Regions from separate parts of the Mus musculus genome. Here region 1 is linked to region 2. The links are chromatin contacts, called in public Hi-C maps. All regions are on one chromosome and are shown on one strand. Each heading gives the region's core, a stretch centred on a gene start, on an enhancer-like site or on the middle of the called end of the contact. The rest is flanking DNA. Distances are from core to core; before and after follow the strand shown.

Region 1 (7,011 bases), core at 3,365-5,864, 270 kb after region 2:
CCAGGACTGTGACATTCTACAGTGTGGGCTGTCAGAATCCCACAGTAGCCTGTGTCTCTTCCACATCAGACCCTTCGCCCTCTGCCATATGGATCCCTTAATCAGCTCGTCAACATGCTTTAGCACACCCCAGGAGTCGACAGACCGGCAGGCTAACGCAGGACAGAACACGCCAAGGTCAAGGGCTGGAGGCCAGAGGAGGGAGCCTTGGAAGCAAGTCTTGCATTCAAAAGAAGGGGGACCTATCAGGGCCAACTTATCCCCCACCCGTGTCCCTTTGTATGGAGACTTTTTTGTAACGCCTGGGGGGAGTGGGTGCTACCAGCATGTGAGGGAGGGCAAAGCTGTCACTCAGCATCCCACAGTCACAAAGTGATGCCATCACGAGAAGGACCAGGCCACAGGGCTGGCAGCTTAAATCTCGATTATTTGGTTACAGTAGCACACATAGACCCTCCCAGACACACCATGCCTATTCTTGAGGATCCTACAGAACCAGGATCAAAAGAATCCAGTGGGCGGAACTTGGGAGGGGCAGGGACTTGGGGCATGGGTGGAGTGGTGTCAATTTGGTATAGAATAATACTTCACGCATGATCTATGGAGAGTGGCTTTAAAACACACACACATCATCCCCTCCCCCAACACATACACACACACACACACACACACACACACACATACACGTGCACATTTTTCTTGTGATTTCAAGAATTAATGAGGAAGCTCTTCACAGGCTAGCTCACCTCTCCTCTTCCCCTCTGCTAGGCTGAAGCTAAAGAGCAATAGAAGGACTGTCATTTTTTTGTTGTTGTTCTGTTTCTGTGAGCAGAAGCTGGGCTTTCTGCTGACAATTAGACAGCTCTGGCTTTCAGAAGCCAACAGATCTGGACATAACACACACACACACTCACACACACACACTCACACACACTCTCACATACACACTCACTCTCACTCACACACACTCATACACACACACTCACACACTCTCACACACACATAGGTACTCATACACACTCATACACACAAATGCACACACACACATGCACACAATCACACACACACCCCTACACACACTAAGAAAATCTGGGTCCTAGGCTTTCCTTACCTATTCCCAGGCAAGCTTTCAGAGCCTTTCTTTTCATTTTAAAAAGTAGGAGTTCAGGTAAGAGAAAATCGACCTCAAAAGCAAGGATATTTCTCAGGATGCCCAGATTGCTCCTGTGCCACACTGGGAAGTAGACAGAGGCAATTTAGAGTCATGTTCAACAGGAGTCATCTCAGTGGTAAATCTCAGAGGACCTGAGTCTTTGCCACAGCTGTGAAGTTCTGCAGACCTGCTCCAAAGATGCATGAATGTGCATAGCTGTGTTACAATAAAACTTTATTTGTGGGGCTGGAGAGATGGCTCAGTAGTTAAGGGCACTGACTGCTCTTCCAAAGGTCCTGAGTTCAATTTCCAGCAACCATATGGTAACTCACAACCATCTGTAACGAGATCTGGCGCTCTCTTCTGGAGGACGTCTGCTCCCTGAGCCAAAAAGTTTAGATGAAGGAATAATATTCTGGCTTCCTGGGAGCTTTCTGAGGTGGCTTGCCCTCCCAGAGTCTGAACACCAATGGAGTGGGTAACCAGAGGTCAAAGGACCCATCCAGTGCCCCTGCCACAGGGCTCCTACAGCTAGAGGATAGTAACATCAAAGAAGTTTTGTGTAAGCAACATTTCTGCCTGCACCCTCTCTCCTGCAGAGAGCTGGAGAAGCCAGGTATCACAGAGATCCCCGCTAAGCAGGAGGCTGAGCGCTCGGTGAGTGGCTTTGGATTCATGCTTTGTAAATTTAACTCAGAGGCAAAGAGGGTTTACCTTTCATACTGTGGCAGAGGCAAATGAGGAGCCCCAGGAACTAAGACAAAAGGAATTCTAAGAGAATGACAGAGCCGCCTAAGGTCTGGGAAAGTGTAAATATCTAAGCAATATGCACAGACAGCTGGCGGGGCGCAGTTATCAGCTCCCCTGCCTGTTTGAATATGCAGGCTCCAGAAACCCAAGAAATCGGCAGAGGCCCTGGGGCTTAGAGAAGACTTGGCTGGACCTAAAAAGAAGTCAGCCTGTGGGGATGACAACTTTGGAATAACCTGGAAACACACGGGCACGGGCTCACAGACACACTTTCATTCATTCATCAAATATTTATGTCCTGCTTATTATGTTCCAAGTACAAGGCTAGACACTGAGAGAATGGAGTTGCAAGGAGCCCCAGGAGAGAAGAAAGCTGGCAGATACAGGATCGAAAGCTATCCTGGGAGTGAGAGTCGTCAGGGCAGGGGTGAAATTAGAATGGGAGTGCCAGACACAATAACTGTACACTTTTGCAGAAGCCTGGCTCTCTGGTGCCTGCCTGGGTCCTGAGTAAACCTGTCTGGCACCTACTGAGTCGAGAAAGATACTCAGTTGCCCCACCTCCAATCAAGCCCCGCCCCGCCCCGCCCCCCCCCCCCCGCCCCCGAAAGAGGCTGTCCTGGAAACACTCAAAACTTCACCCAGAGCTTCTACCTCCTTTCTGATTGGAAGTGTCCTCCGGTCCTACCCTGGAGGACCACTGCTGAGGGGAGGTAGCGGCCACTGGGCAGGACTGGAGTGGGGTTGAGTGCGGAGGGGGCAGGGAGTAGAGCGGGAAAGCAGATCACAGTTACAGCCGCTTTACTCTCTCTGCCCAGGCAGCGCCTAGTCCCTGGCACATGACGGTTTCATGTTTCCGAAGAGGAAGAGAACAAACGCAGAAGATAATTGTAGTGGAACGGCTGATAAGTAACGTTTGGTCTCCTTTTTACAACCATTCCCTAGGGCCCCATTATGGTAATTTTTCTTCTATAACTGGCAAATTGTATAACGAGTCAGATGATAAACCAGCAAGCAAGGCAGAAATTTGCATTTTAATACATCTGATGGTGCCATCCCCCACTTCAGTCTCTGAGGGGTCAGCACCCCTCTGATCCTGGGTCCCCTGGCACCATGCCCTCCCAACCCTCCCCTTGCTCTCAGTGAGCGACGCCAGAGCACTCAATAAATATAACATTTCAAGTGGAAGCCGGGAATCTGCTTTCTCAGATATTATGGAAAGTAAACGTAAGGCTGGGCCCTCGCACTGGCCAGCCAGGCCCTCCCCAGCTCCATTGCTTATTGAAGGCTATGCTCATCCAGGAACCTAAGCTGTGCCTCAGTTTCCTTTTCTGTCAAGTGTATTATTTTAATACCTATAGTAGGTTTTGCATTTACCTTTTCATTTCTCCCTTCGAAGTGCTAGAGAGGTGGCTCAGCAATTAAGAGTGCTTACTGCTTTCTTGGAGGACCCAGGCTCGGTTTCAAACACCCATATCAGGCAGTTCACCACCATCTCTAACTCCTGCTGCAGGAATCTCTTGCCCTCTAGCTTCCATGGGTACCCACATGTACACAGTGCACATAAATTTGTCCGAGTACACACACAGGCACATACAATTTTTTAAAATTGATAATGTCTTAAGACTTTCTTCTGTGTGTGTACAAAGTGTACATGTTCATACGTAAGTGCGTGCTTGTGTATATGTGTGTGGTGTGTGTGTCCAAACACACACACTCTTGCACACACATGTGTGCATGTTTTGTGAAGGCCAGGCCAATGCTGGGAGTCTTTCTCAATCATTCTCCAGCTTATATTATGTTTAGAGGCAGGGTCTCTCATTGAACCTGACGCTCATCACTTCAGCCAGCTTGGCTGGCTCTCAGCACTAGGGATCCTCTTGTCTCTGCCTCCCCAGTGCTAATGTGCAGCTGCTCACCACACCACCAGCCTTTTGATTCGGGTGTTGAGGATTTGAACTGAGCCTGAGCCCTCTCCCCAAACCTTATACTAGGCTCGTTAATGCCTGGTGGATAGCATTTGTGATAACTATTCATTATTATAATAAATATTATACCATTAATATTTATTGATAAATTGACAAGCATTTCTACATCTTATTAATGGAGATTAATATTAATAAATATTAATGCTATTAATTGTTGGTAAATATTAATGATCTAGCTGTGGTGGTGATGGCTATAACTACTACTGATAAATAATTAATATCATAGATAATACATGGCAGTGGTGCTAAGAATGGTGGGAAGACTCCTGGGTCTATGGTGCTGTGATTCTAGTCAAGACTTGTAATGGTGTCTGTCCCTGCTTCTCACACATCCGACTGCATTGATGCCACCACTTTCCCTTCAGACCCCAGGACTCCTGGAAGGGACTGGGGAACACGGTAAGCCAGGACACACACACACACACACACACACCCCAGTACTGTCCCAACACTGCCCTATTCACCCCCTGGAAAAATCCAGTTTCAGTAGTTCTAGAACCTTCCACCCACTTGACCTGGTAGAAAGGGTACCAACCTGAATCACGGGCTTGACCTTGAAGCTTTGTGGTATCTCCTGTCCCTGTCATATCAGGAAAGAGAGTTCACTTCCCATCTTCGGTGGGGAGCAGAATGGTGTTCACTCTTCAGGGCGGGCGGTGAAAGGGTTAACAGAGGCTGTGCCTGGCGCCCCACAGACACCAGTTGAACTTGCCAGTTGCTGACTGCAGAGGATAGCACTTGCAGCCCAGCCAGCTTCTCCAAGGTGGTTCCATTTGGCAGGGGCGGCCTGTCCTTTCATGCAAGAGAAGCTGAGTGCGATCCAGGAATGCCTGCCAAAACCCTGGGATTATTATCTTAGCCCCAGGAGTGAAGTCTCTGGGGATTGGCATGCCCTGTTGTTTGAATTTATTAGGCCCGGGCCCCTCCATCGGGCAGGTCAGAGGGGGAGAAACGTGTTGTCACAGTGAGGCTTTGTGGGAGTTATTTTTAGAACATCTCCAACTCTTCGGGCTCATCAGAGGTTCCAAATCAGTGCAGGAAATTGGTTTGTTTTCCAACGTGATGAGGTTTTTCAGTCCATCTCCCCGAGCTAGGATAGTGGCTGCTTTTCCCACACAAAATGAATCACAACTCATGATGTGGACGTGGGTAGTGGGATCAGATTTAGACCATTCAAGGAATGCACACTGACCACCTGTTATGTGCCAGATCTGATCTAGACACAACTTTCCACTTGTGCGGAACTTATGATGTTCCAATGTGGGAGACACAGGGGAGTGGAAACTGAAGAAGCAGGTAGGTGACAGGTTGAAGATGGGTGTTGGGAGAACACAGCGGGATTGGGGTGGGGGTGGGGTCCTGTTAAATCACCAGTGGGGGATATGCAGAGTAGATTGTAGGTCTCTGTTTTCCAGATCTTTCCTTTAACAGAGAATGGGACGTCCTGGCTCTTGGTAATGCCTCTCCCCTCACTCCACATGGCTCATTTGGGCTAATAGTATATGCGGCTCCATGATGCAGTGAAGACTGCCTGTGTTCTTGAGGCTGGAAGTGGCCTTGAACCTCTGACACTGACCACATGTCTTAATTACTTTTCTATTGCTATGACAAAACACCACAGCCAAGGAAATGTATTTTTTAAAAAAAATTAATTTGGGGGTTCATGGGTCACCATGAACAGGGAAGGTCACCATGGCAGGGAGCACAAAAGAAGCAGGCAGGCAGGCATGGCAGAGGAGCAGTGGGTGAGCACTTCCGTCTGACAAACAAGCACCAGGCAGAGGGAGAGCTATCGGGGAATGGTGTGGGCTTTTGAAACCTTTTCCAACAAGGTTGTTCACATCTTTTAATCCTTCCCAAACAATTTCACAAACTGGGAACCAAGCACTTGAATATAGGAGCCTTTGGGAACCATTCATATTCAAACCACAACACCAGGTATGCAAACATGCAAGAGTAGAGTAGACATAACTAATGTGCCATCCTGTAATACAGCCTGAACCAACCCAGGCCAGCCAGTTTGGGCCACCTCCAAATTGAAAAGCACAGCTATGACCTAAGACACCGTATAGAGACTCCATAGCAGGTCTACTTTAGCTCCAGATTTCAGAAAGATAAAATCAAGCCGTCTTACTAATCGGCCTTTTACTGGATGCCGTGTGGTGAATCTGCTTTCCCCTCATTCAAGTCCCTGGCTAGTTTGGCTTCCTTGTGTTTCTGGGACTAAAGTTCTCGTTCCTGACTGGTCACTGGGTAGGGTTTGCTCTGGGAAGCTAGGACTTCTGTGCTATTTGGATGTGGCCCTTATATCTCTGAAGCGGCAACAGAACATAGAAACCTCTCATATGTGAACGCTGACTCTCTGCCTTTGTTTCTGAGGGCCTTGTGCGATCACTCTGGTCTGCCTAGACAAGCTGCCTATTTTAAGGCCCGCTGATTACACCAGCCTAGGCAGCCCTTTTGCAATAATACCTAGGTCGAAGTTGGATTAGAAAACAAAAGGATGGGGGTCTTGGGAAACATTTTTAGAATTCTGTCTCTGGCAGCCCGCAAGCTGTAGTTGTGGGGATTGTTGGACGTGTATTCTGACAGCAGACATGGCATGTCAGGACAGGACTGAGGGAGAAAATGACCCCCGAGCAAGGATACAAGGATACTCTCCTTGCTCTCTCTCTTTTCAACCAGGTTGACTTGAGATACTCTCCATAGCTTTCCATAACTGCCATAATAAATTCCTACAAATCCAGTAGCTATAGACACACACACACACACACAGAGTCTTAGTTAGGGTTTTACTACTGTGAACAGACACCATGACCAAGGCAACTCTTATAAGGACACTATTTAATTGGGGCTGGCTTACGGGTTCAGAGGTTCAGTCCATCATCATCAAGGTGGGAGCATGGCAGCATCCAAGCAGACATTGTGCAGGCAGAGCTGAGAGTTCTACATCTTCATCTGAAGGTGGGAGACTGACTTCCAGGCAGCTAGGCTGAAGGTCTTAAAGCCCATGTTCACAGTGACACATCAACAAGGTCACACCTCCCAATAGTGCCACTTCCTGGGCCAAGCATATTCAAACCATCACACACACACACACACACACACATCTGAGCAAGG
Region 2 (7,657 bases), core at 4,065-6,564:
GGAGGAGGGACGGGAGAGGAGGAACAGGAAGGAGAGGAGGGGGAGGAGGTAATTGTTCATATGGCTTACAGCTTGCAGCTCAGGAGTCAGAGAAGTAAAGAGGACATGGTCCTTACATCTGTTCAGCATCTGGAGAAAGCATCAGTCTTGTCTGTCTCTCTTCCTCCTCTTTGTAAAGCCACGAGTGGACTAATGTCCTCATGATGGTTAGTTTTAACTGTTGACTTGATGTATAGAATCACCAGGGAAGGGGGTCTTAGTTCAGACTCAGCTAGGTCGGGTTGGCCTGCGGGCATGCCTGCGAGAGGTTTTTTTACCAGGTTAACTGAGGTGGGACCCACCTTGTAGCTGGGCACCATTGCATGGGTGGAGCCCTGGACTGGACGAAAGTGGGAGAGTGAGCCGGTGCTGGCATGATGAGGCGGGCGCTGGTGTGGGTGAGCCAGGCACTGGTGTGCTGATCTCAGGTCAGCCCATGGGCATCTCCACCCTCTCCTTTGCGTTCCTCTCTGCTCTTGCCAGTGGCTTCCATTTGACCATTTCCCCCAAGCCCCAGCTGCTGTGATGTCCCTGCAATGATGGGTTGTAACCAGGAATTGGGAGCTAAAAATAAACCCTTTCTCCCCTGAAATTCATGTTGTTGGGATATTTCATCACGGCAACAGGAAATAAAAGCAGAACCATCCTCATGACAAAGGATTCTCCTTACCGCAACCCCACCCCCAGAGCCAGACCTTCAAATACAACTAGCATGTGAATAAATTTAAGGGATGCTTTCCCAGTGTGTGAACTCTGAGGTAGGGAGAATTAGCGACAGCAATTCTCCCCATTTTCTACTGGAAGAATTCCCCCTCCCCCAGAACCAGTTAGAGTCTCCCACCTTGGAGAGAGACAGAGGCGGAGAAGGGCAGCAAAGGGTGTCAGCTCTGCTAGACATCAGCAAAGGATGTCTAGCCAGTGCTAGTGACAGAACTCAGTCAGTGAGTGTGTTACAGTGGGGTGATCTCAGATCAGCCCATGGGCATCTCCACCCTCTCCGTGCTCACACGTTCTTCTGTCACCAGAACATGCAGAGCGCTGTCCCACCAGCTCTGGAGCAGGGGATTTAATCAGCTCTCGGCTATTAGTCCCCAAACTGTAATTGAAGTGGGCTGATTGGACCTATCTATTAGGCCGAGGGAGCTGCACTCTGAGTACTTCCTCCGCCTGCTAATCTATCTGTCTGGCATTTTATGTGGAGCCTGCAGCTCATGCTTGAGCACTGAGGCATTTTACAGTATTATTATTACTTAGCACTTATAATGTACTTCATCAATGAGAGGGCCGGGCGGCCGTAGCCACAGCCGCGGAACACCAAAGATGGAGTGATAGGGACCTGGAGCCACTGTGTAATATTTGATGCTCCTGTCTGTGAGTTCCTGTAATCTGGTTATTAGTTCTGTCTCTCACAGAAATCGGTCTGCTTTCTACTGATAACAGGAACTAAAAAGGTCAGGGGGTGCAGGCAAGGCACAGGGCGTGGCTTAGCTTGGGAGAAACATATACAGAGAGGGGATGGCAGATCATAGGGTGGGGTTGTTTGTTTCTGGGGTGCTGGGGATCAAGCCCTGGGCCTTGTGTACCCTACTCGTGAGATGCACCCTCAGTTCAAACCAGGAGGTCTTACCCTCCAAGAGCAAGGCTTCTACCATGGCTGAGAGAAGCCCCCAGTTAGACAATTGTAGGTGCTGTGCTGGAGCAGGTGACAGTAGTTGTAGACACTGGCCAAAGGAGAGGCCTTGGATAATAGCGCTTTTCAGATTTCAGTCTCTGCCAGCTCAGGCAGCCCGATGCATCCATCTCAGGGCTCGAAGCCATCCTACAAAGTCCATGACCAACTGAGGACTCTGTCTGGCAACCCCACCCTTCCTAGACCTAGGGGGCTACTGAGGAAAGAAAGCAACAGTGTGGAGATGCCTGCCTACTGGGCTCCTTCTGGTTGCACGGCCTTGGGTAAGTGATTCCTCATCTGTGAAATGGCAAAACAACGGTGGAGGGTTGAACAGAACAGCGTCATTCAGTGCCCAGTCCAGGACTGCCATAAAACCGCTCGGTATAGTTATAGCTAGGACTGTCAAGTGGACGGGGTGGAGACCTAGATGGCAAAACCTCTGTGCACATCTGTGAGGAGTTTCAAGCCTAGGTTAACTGAGGTGGGAAGGACCCTCCTTCCTAAACCTGGCTGCACTCGGGGAGTGACTAAAGAGGAGAAAGCCAGCTGACCAAGTTAGCCATCTGTCTGTCTCTCCCCACTTCCTGACTGGATACAATGTGACCTGCCACCGCACCTTCCTGCCGCCATGCCTTCCCAGCCACCGTACACTGTACCATCAAACAGTGAGCCAAAGTAAGGCCCCTTCCTCTTCTAAGGGCTTTCATTAGGAATTTAGCCTCCACAGAAAATGAGTATTACATGAACATATTCGCCTCTTCCCCTCTCTCCACTGATGGTCCCCACGGAGGACACACTTCTTTTTGGGAGGGTGGCTTTGAGTGATGAGCTTCTCTGAGCCTTACATTCCAGGTGTGTTGGGGAGTGGGACTCTGATTCTAGGACATTCTGCACCCGACCTAGGCCCAGGGCGGGAAGCCTCCTTCCCCATTAGCCACTCCTGAAACCTTCTACCCAAAGCCTGGGGTAGAAAGTACTCCTGTAGCCACTGGGCTGAGGCAGAACGGAGTGCATTCCCTGAGGGGCCAATTTATGCAGCAGCTTAAATATCTTTTAAAACTCCTTCCCATCCCTGAAGTTGTGGGAGGCAGTTGCTGCTGCTCGGGGCAGGAGGCCTTGCTTCTAAGGGTGTCCCCTTGGGCGGTTGGAAAACTTGCTAGGAAAAGCTCTTTTTTTTTCTTTTCCTTACATATATTTTTTTTTCTTGATGGCAGAATTCTTACTCTTACTGCATCCCCTGACTTCCACAGTTAATCAGGGAGTCATGGGAATTGGAGACCTCCAGCCCCTAGAGCCTCCCAAAGCCTCTTATAGGGAGGGTTCCTAATCACCCTGTGGGCTCCAGATTTTTTTCTGCCCCTCCTTTCATCTCCCCTTAGTGTGATTTTTTTTCCCTCCTTGGCCATCAGTCTGCTTAATACAGGAGACTTGTCTCAGTGATTCAACAAGTGCCTGTATCCTCTATCTGGAGGGGTGACAGCAACCAGAGAGCAACCTTCTAGAATCATTTCTCAGCCTGACCTAAGACCTGGGTTGGGAGCTGCTTCTTCCTGGCTGCGGGAGAGGTGGTATCTGAACTCATCATTAGCCGACCTGACCAGCCCAGGAAGACTCTAAGGAGTGTGTGGTAGAAAGGAGATATACCAGAGGGGAATGGTTGGGAAGCCCTTTATCATACTAAAGGATGATTCAATGAAAAATAAGAGGACACAGCACCCACTTTCTTAAGCCCCAAAGCTATTCATCCTCAGGGTAGGCAGGATGGGAGGATGGGAGTTGGGGTGGAGAATTCTGAGGAACAGCCACTGGGAGAAGCCTTGTCAGAATCCTTGCAGCGAGACCCCCATGTGCCTGCAGGGTTCAGCCATCTATGTGGGTCTGGTCTCCCCAGTGCTCAGAATTCTGTCTCCTGGGACCAGCAGCCAGGTCTCAAGAATGCTCAGGATCTTTGCTGTTTCACCCCTCTTCCCCTGTGTATGTGTGTGTGTGTGTGTGTGTGTGTGTGTGTGTGTGTGTACATGCACACATAACTCTACCAGATATGACATCAATGCTCACACGTGTGAGTACGTGTGTGATGTCAATAGTTTCTCTCTGTTTCTGTCTCTCTCTGTCTTAGATTTTGAGATAGGGCCTCTCACTAACCTGGATGCTTGCCCTTCCAGATAGGCTGGCTGCCCAACAGACTCCTGGGATCCACCCGTTCCCTCCCACACCCACAAATGCCAGGGTTGCCTGGCTTCCACATAGGGACCCGGGATTTGAACTCGGGCCCTCTTGATTTCCCAATAAGCACACTTACCACTGAGCCATTTTCCCAGCCCTAATGGACTCTTGCATTTTCCAGAAATCAACTCATCTAACATCCCTGGAGGCCAGAAACCTTTACTGTGTGCATCAGCAGCCTCCTTCCCTCTGGGCATGCGCTTGGCAGCATCACAGTCTGAGACAACCAGGGGGTAACCTGACAGAGGTAGAAGTGACATCTGTCCCTGGTTGTCTTCGGCTGACCAAGAGTTAAGACCGAGGGACTGAAGAGGGGACAATGATCTGCTCTATTTATACTTCACCTTGTGGGGGACATTTTGAAGCCTGGGTTTCTGGATGCTTCCCAGGTACTGGAGCCAGGATGGAGGGCAGGATATGTCCACTGAAGGACGGGGACACAGAAATGGGCATTTATCGATTTCCTCTTGAATGGCAGGCACCAGGCCAGGCTCCCTGGGTTTGTTACCATAATGTAAGTGGAGCATGGTGGTCATGGGATCTGGTGCTGGAGTCCACAGAACTGGGTGGGAATCTTGGTTGGGTGGCCTTGGCCAAGGGCATTAACCAACCTGAACCTTGAAGTATGACCAGTCTCCAGCCTTTCTTCATGAGCTACCTTAACAATGCTGGCTAGCCCCTTTATTATTAAGGACTATGTAACACTGAGACTGTGTCTTTAGGGTAAACACAGCAGCCCAGGCTCTGACACTTGACAGGGTTTGCTCAGGCCACTATAGAACAGTGGTGTTTTGGGGGTCGGGGTTATGTGGGGGTGTGGGGATGTGGCTGGGGTGCTGTGGTGAGAGGTGCCGTGGTGGGGGGCAGAGAACTGGTACGGCTCCAGCTCATCTCAGACATCCTTTGGGGAAGAAAACAAATGAGCCCAGGACCAGAGAGGTGCCTTCCTGCTCAACCACACCGGCAAGGGCAGAGAGGCCTGGCTGCCAAGTGTCTGCCAACCGGCAGGCAGTCGGGTGGGGCTATTCTTTGTATTTGGGGAAGGAGTCCGAGATGAGTCTCCCAGCAAAAGTCTGCTGAGCGGGGACATCTTGGCATCTTTAACCTTGCAGGGCTTTGTCCTTCAGTCTCCTGGAGAGGTTGGGGCCGGGGATGGTGAGAAGCCGTTGAGGGTTCTGCGGGCCCCCACCGGCACTCACTCACTCACGGAAGAATTGACTCTGGATAAACAATTACAGTCTATTTACCTCGGACCATATGGTGTTGGGGAACAGGTGTGCGGTAATGAAGAGCCCAGCTCCAATTAAGCGTCTGGGAACCCGGCCGGATTCCCGCTGAATCTTTTGCTTGGGCTGAGGCCCATTTACAAATTCGAGCTAAAAGGAATGAGGTGCAGGGCAGGCAGAAGTGGTACAGTCAGGCTCCTGAGATGCTGGGCTGGGCTGAGCCGCCGAGCCCGAAATGAGGTCTGGGATAAAGGCAAGTCTTTCTATTCCTGCTGGCGAGATGGACAGAGCCCAGGGATCTCACTGGTTCTTTTGTTTTGTTTTGTTTGTTTTTTCGTTTTGTTTTTGTTTTTGTTTTTGGTGGCAACATTAGATGTATCTATCTAGGAGCTATGCAGGGAAACTTTATAGCCCTTGCTCTCTTGGCAAGACTACCCTTCTGTCTGGGGAGGGCTGTTTGGAGAATTCTGGAAGCCTGGAGCTTGGTATGTGTTCCCCTGGGCCCTGTCCCTGGTCCTCTCTCCCCTTGTCTTGATTCCCAAAGCATCTAGCCCACAGTTCTGTGTACCCACTATGTGCTGAGAAGACACGGGGACCATCTGGTGAGCTGAAGGGGTCACATTGTTTATATTTCAAGGATGTAGAAATTTAGATGTTTTAGTGAGAGTGAAGAACTAATGCTCGCCTCGTGAGAGTGTCATTTCAGGTCCCCGAAAGGCAAGCAAAACCTGGTAAACTTCCCAGGCATCCCTGCAGACCCGCTCAAGTCAAGTCTCCTTCTCTTTGGACCTTTCCCAAATGACTCCAGGAGTCTGTAGCCATCTCCTTGGGGGCTGCAGGTTATTCCTGTCCATGCCTCTATTACCGGAATCAGGTGGTTTTATGAACAGCTGCTTCTGTCCCTTCCCCCACAGGACATTGACCTTGTCCAGGGCAAGGATCATGGGCTGTCTCATCTGCTGTTTGCAGCCCACAGCTCAGGGTCAGTGGCAGTGGGGAGGAGGTTTGCAGAGAGATGGAACAGATGGGCCTGAACCTCTGCAGCCAAGGCCTCCTGGGAACTTCATTCTGGGGCCTGCAGTGAAGACATTGTCCACTCTGGCCTGGCTCAGCCAGGAGACACTGTCCACTCTGGCCTCTGAAGGGAGATGAACAGACAAAATGCAACTTGGGAGAGTGCCAAGGATTCAGAAGGGCCCCGGTGCCTCGTCAGTTCTTGGAGCTGGGCAAGGTGCCCCTTGCAAGTGTTCTGGAGGCTGCAAACTGAGCCAAAAAGAAGATGAACAGCTCATGTCCCTGTGGTGGGTGGATGTGGGAGGGGGGGTGGAGGCACATGTCCGATGAATCTCTGTGTCAGATTTTACTGCACAGAGATGAGGCCGTATGCACAAGGAGGACGTGGGGGGCATTGCCCACCCCTTAGAAGCCCCAGGGTTGGTGTCTGCGGCTGGTGAGGAGAGAAGAAGAAATGAGGTGAATTTTTTTTTGAATGCTCTTTTGTTTTTCTTTGAATCTTGGCTGTATGCTGGCTTTGGACTTGGCCAGTCAGAATTGGTACCTTCTGCAAGGACACTCTCTGCCATCCTTCCCTGTGTCTTACTCATGGCCTGGCCTTCCAGGGTATGTCTGTCCTCTCAGCCTTGGGGACACTAACCCACTGCCCAGGCTCTCTCCTGCTCTGTCTGTTTATAAACTGGATGCCTCCCAATAGAAACTCCCTGCTGGGTTGCAAGCAAGCAATGGCTAGCAGGTGAATGCCAGGAAGTAAGGGTCTTAGAGGAAGGGCACACACAGTTTCTAGGGGTACTAAGTTTCTAGGAGGCAAGATTCTGGAAGCCTCCTGCCCTCCCTCCATAACACAGAGAAAGGGAAGCAGACGAAATGGGTTTCGAAGCGAGAAACAAATTGGATTTTTAAAAAATGCTCTGGTTCTAATGATCAGAGGGGTTATTCATAATCTTGCAGTGGAACGTCTGTCTTGAAATCTATGTTTCATGCTGACAGCTTTCCCCTCATGGGCAAGATCTCACACATGATAGGGCCATAAAACAAGGAGCTCAGCCAGCCCTGCAGCATATCTGATAAAGAAGACCCACTGGGCCACGTGAGGCAGGGCAAAGGGTACAGGGGGCCCTATGGTCCTCTCCCCGCCCAGCATGCCTTAGGCTTCTGGTGCTTTGCCCATCCTCCCAGCCTGCTAGAAGTTTCCAGAATGTCTGAGGACTATAAATCCCACGCTTTGCAATGGAAGTGGTCCATGGCAAGCAAGTATAGAAAACACACAGAGCCCATGAGTGTGTCCCAGCTGGGAGGAGTCCATTCCCCTGGGCCTCTCTCTGCACACTGGTTTTTGCTTGGCTTTCCTTGCAGCTATAAAATGCTGGCCTCACGTCAGTATTTCCCAAACACAGGGTTGTCATGTAACCACACACACTCACTAGTGTTACCAAGGACTTAATAACAGGAATGTATTCTGCCCAGGATCCGGAGATGA

The links. A called contact is a pair of places that touch in the nucleus more often than the background predicts.
Region 1: a contact with region 2 is called in a Hi-C map of uterus, with 6 times the contacts expected there. The contact joins the promoter of 4932435O22Rik here to the enhancer-like site in region 2. A contact is called at or near these places in 3 of 39 promoter capture datasets (hippocampal neurons, liver and pre-B cells) and 2 of 484 Hi-C or Micro-C datasets (both in uterus).

What each region holds. Positions count from the first base shown.
Region 1 is chr11:114,444,246-114,451,256 of GRCm38.p6, forward strand. 4932435O22Rik (RIKEN cDNA 4932435O22 gene) reads right to left here and starts at 4,615. Exons shown (of 3, transcript NR_027643.2): 1 at 4,427-4,615.
Region 2 is chr11:114,170,702-114,178,358 of GRCm38.p6, forward strand. No RefSeq gene overlaps it. Among named protein-coding and RNA genes, the nearest start is that of 1700001J04Rik, 12 kb to the right of the region's middle. Within about 2 kb of position 5,315, at least 29 of the 459 cell types and tissues checked have an H3K27ac peak or open chromatin away from gene starts, as enhancers often do. A contact at or near this core is called in uterus, where this site is marked.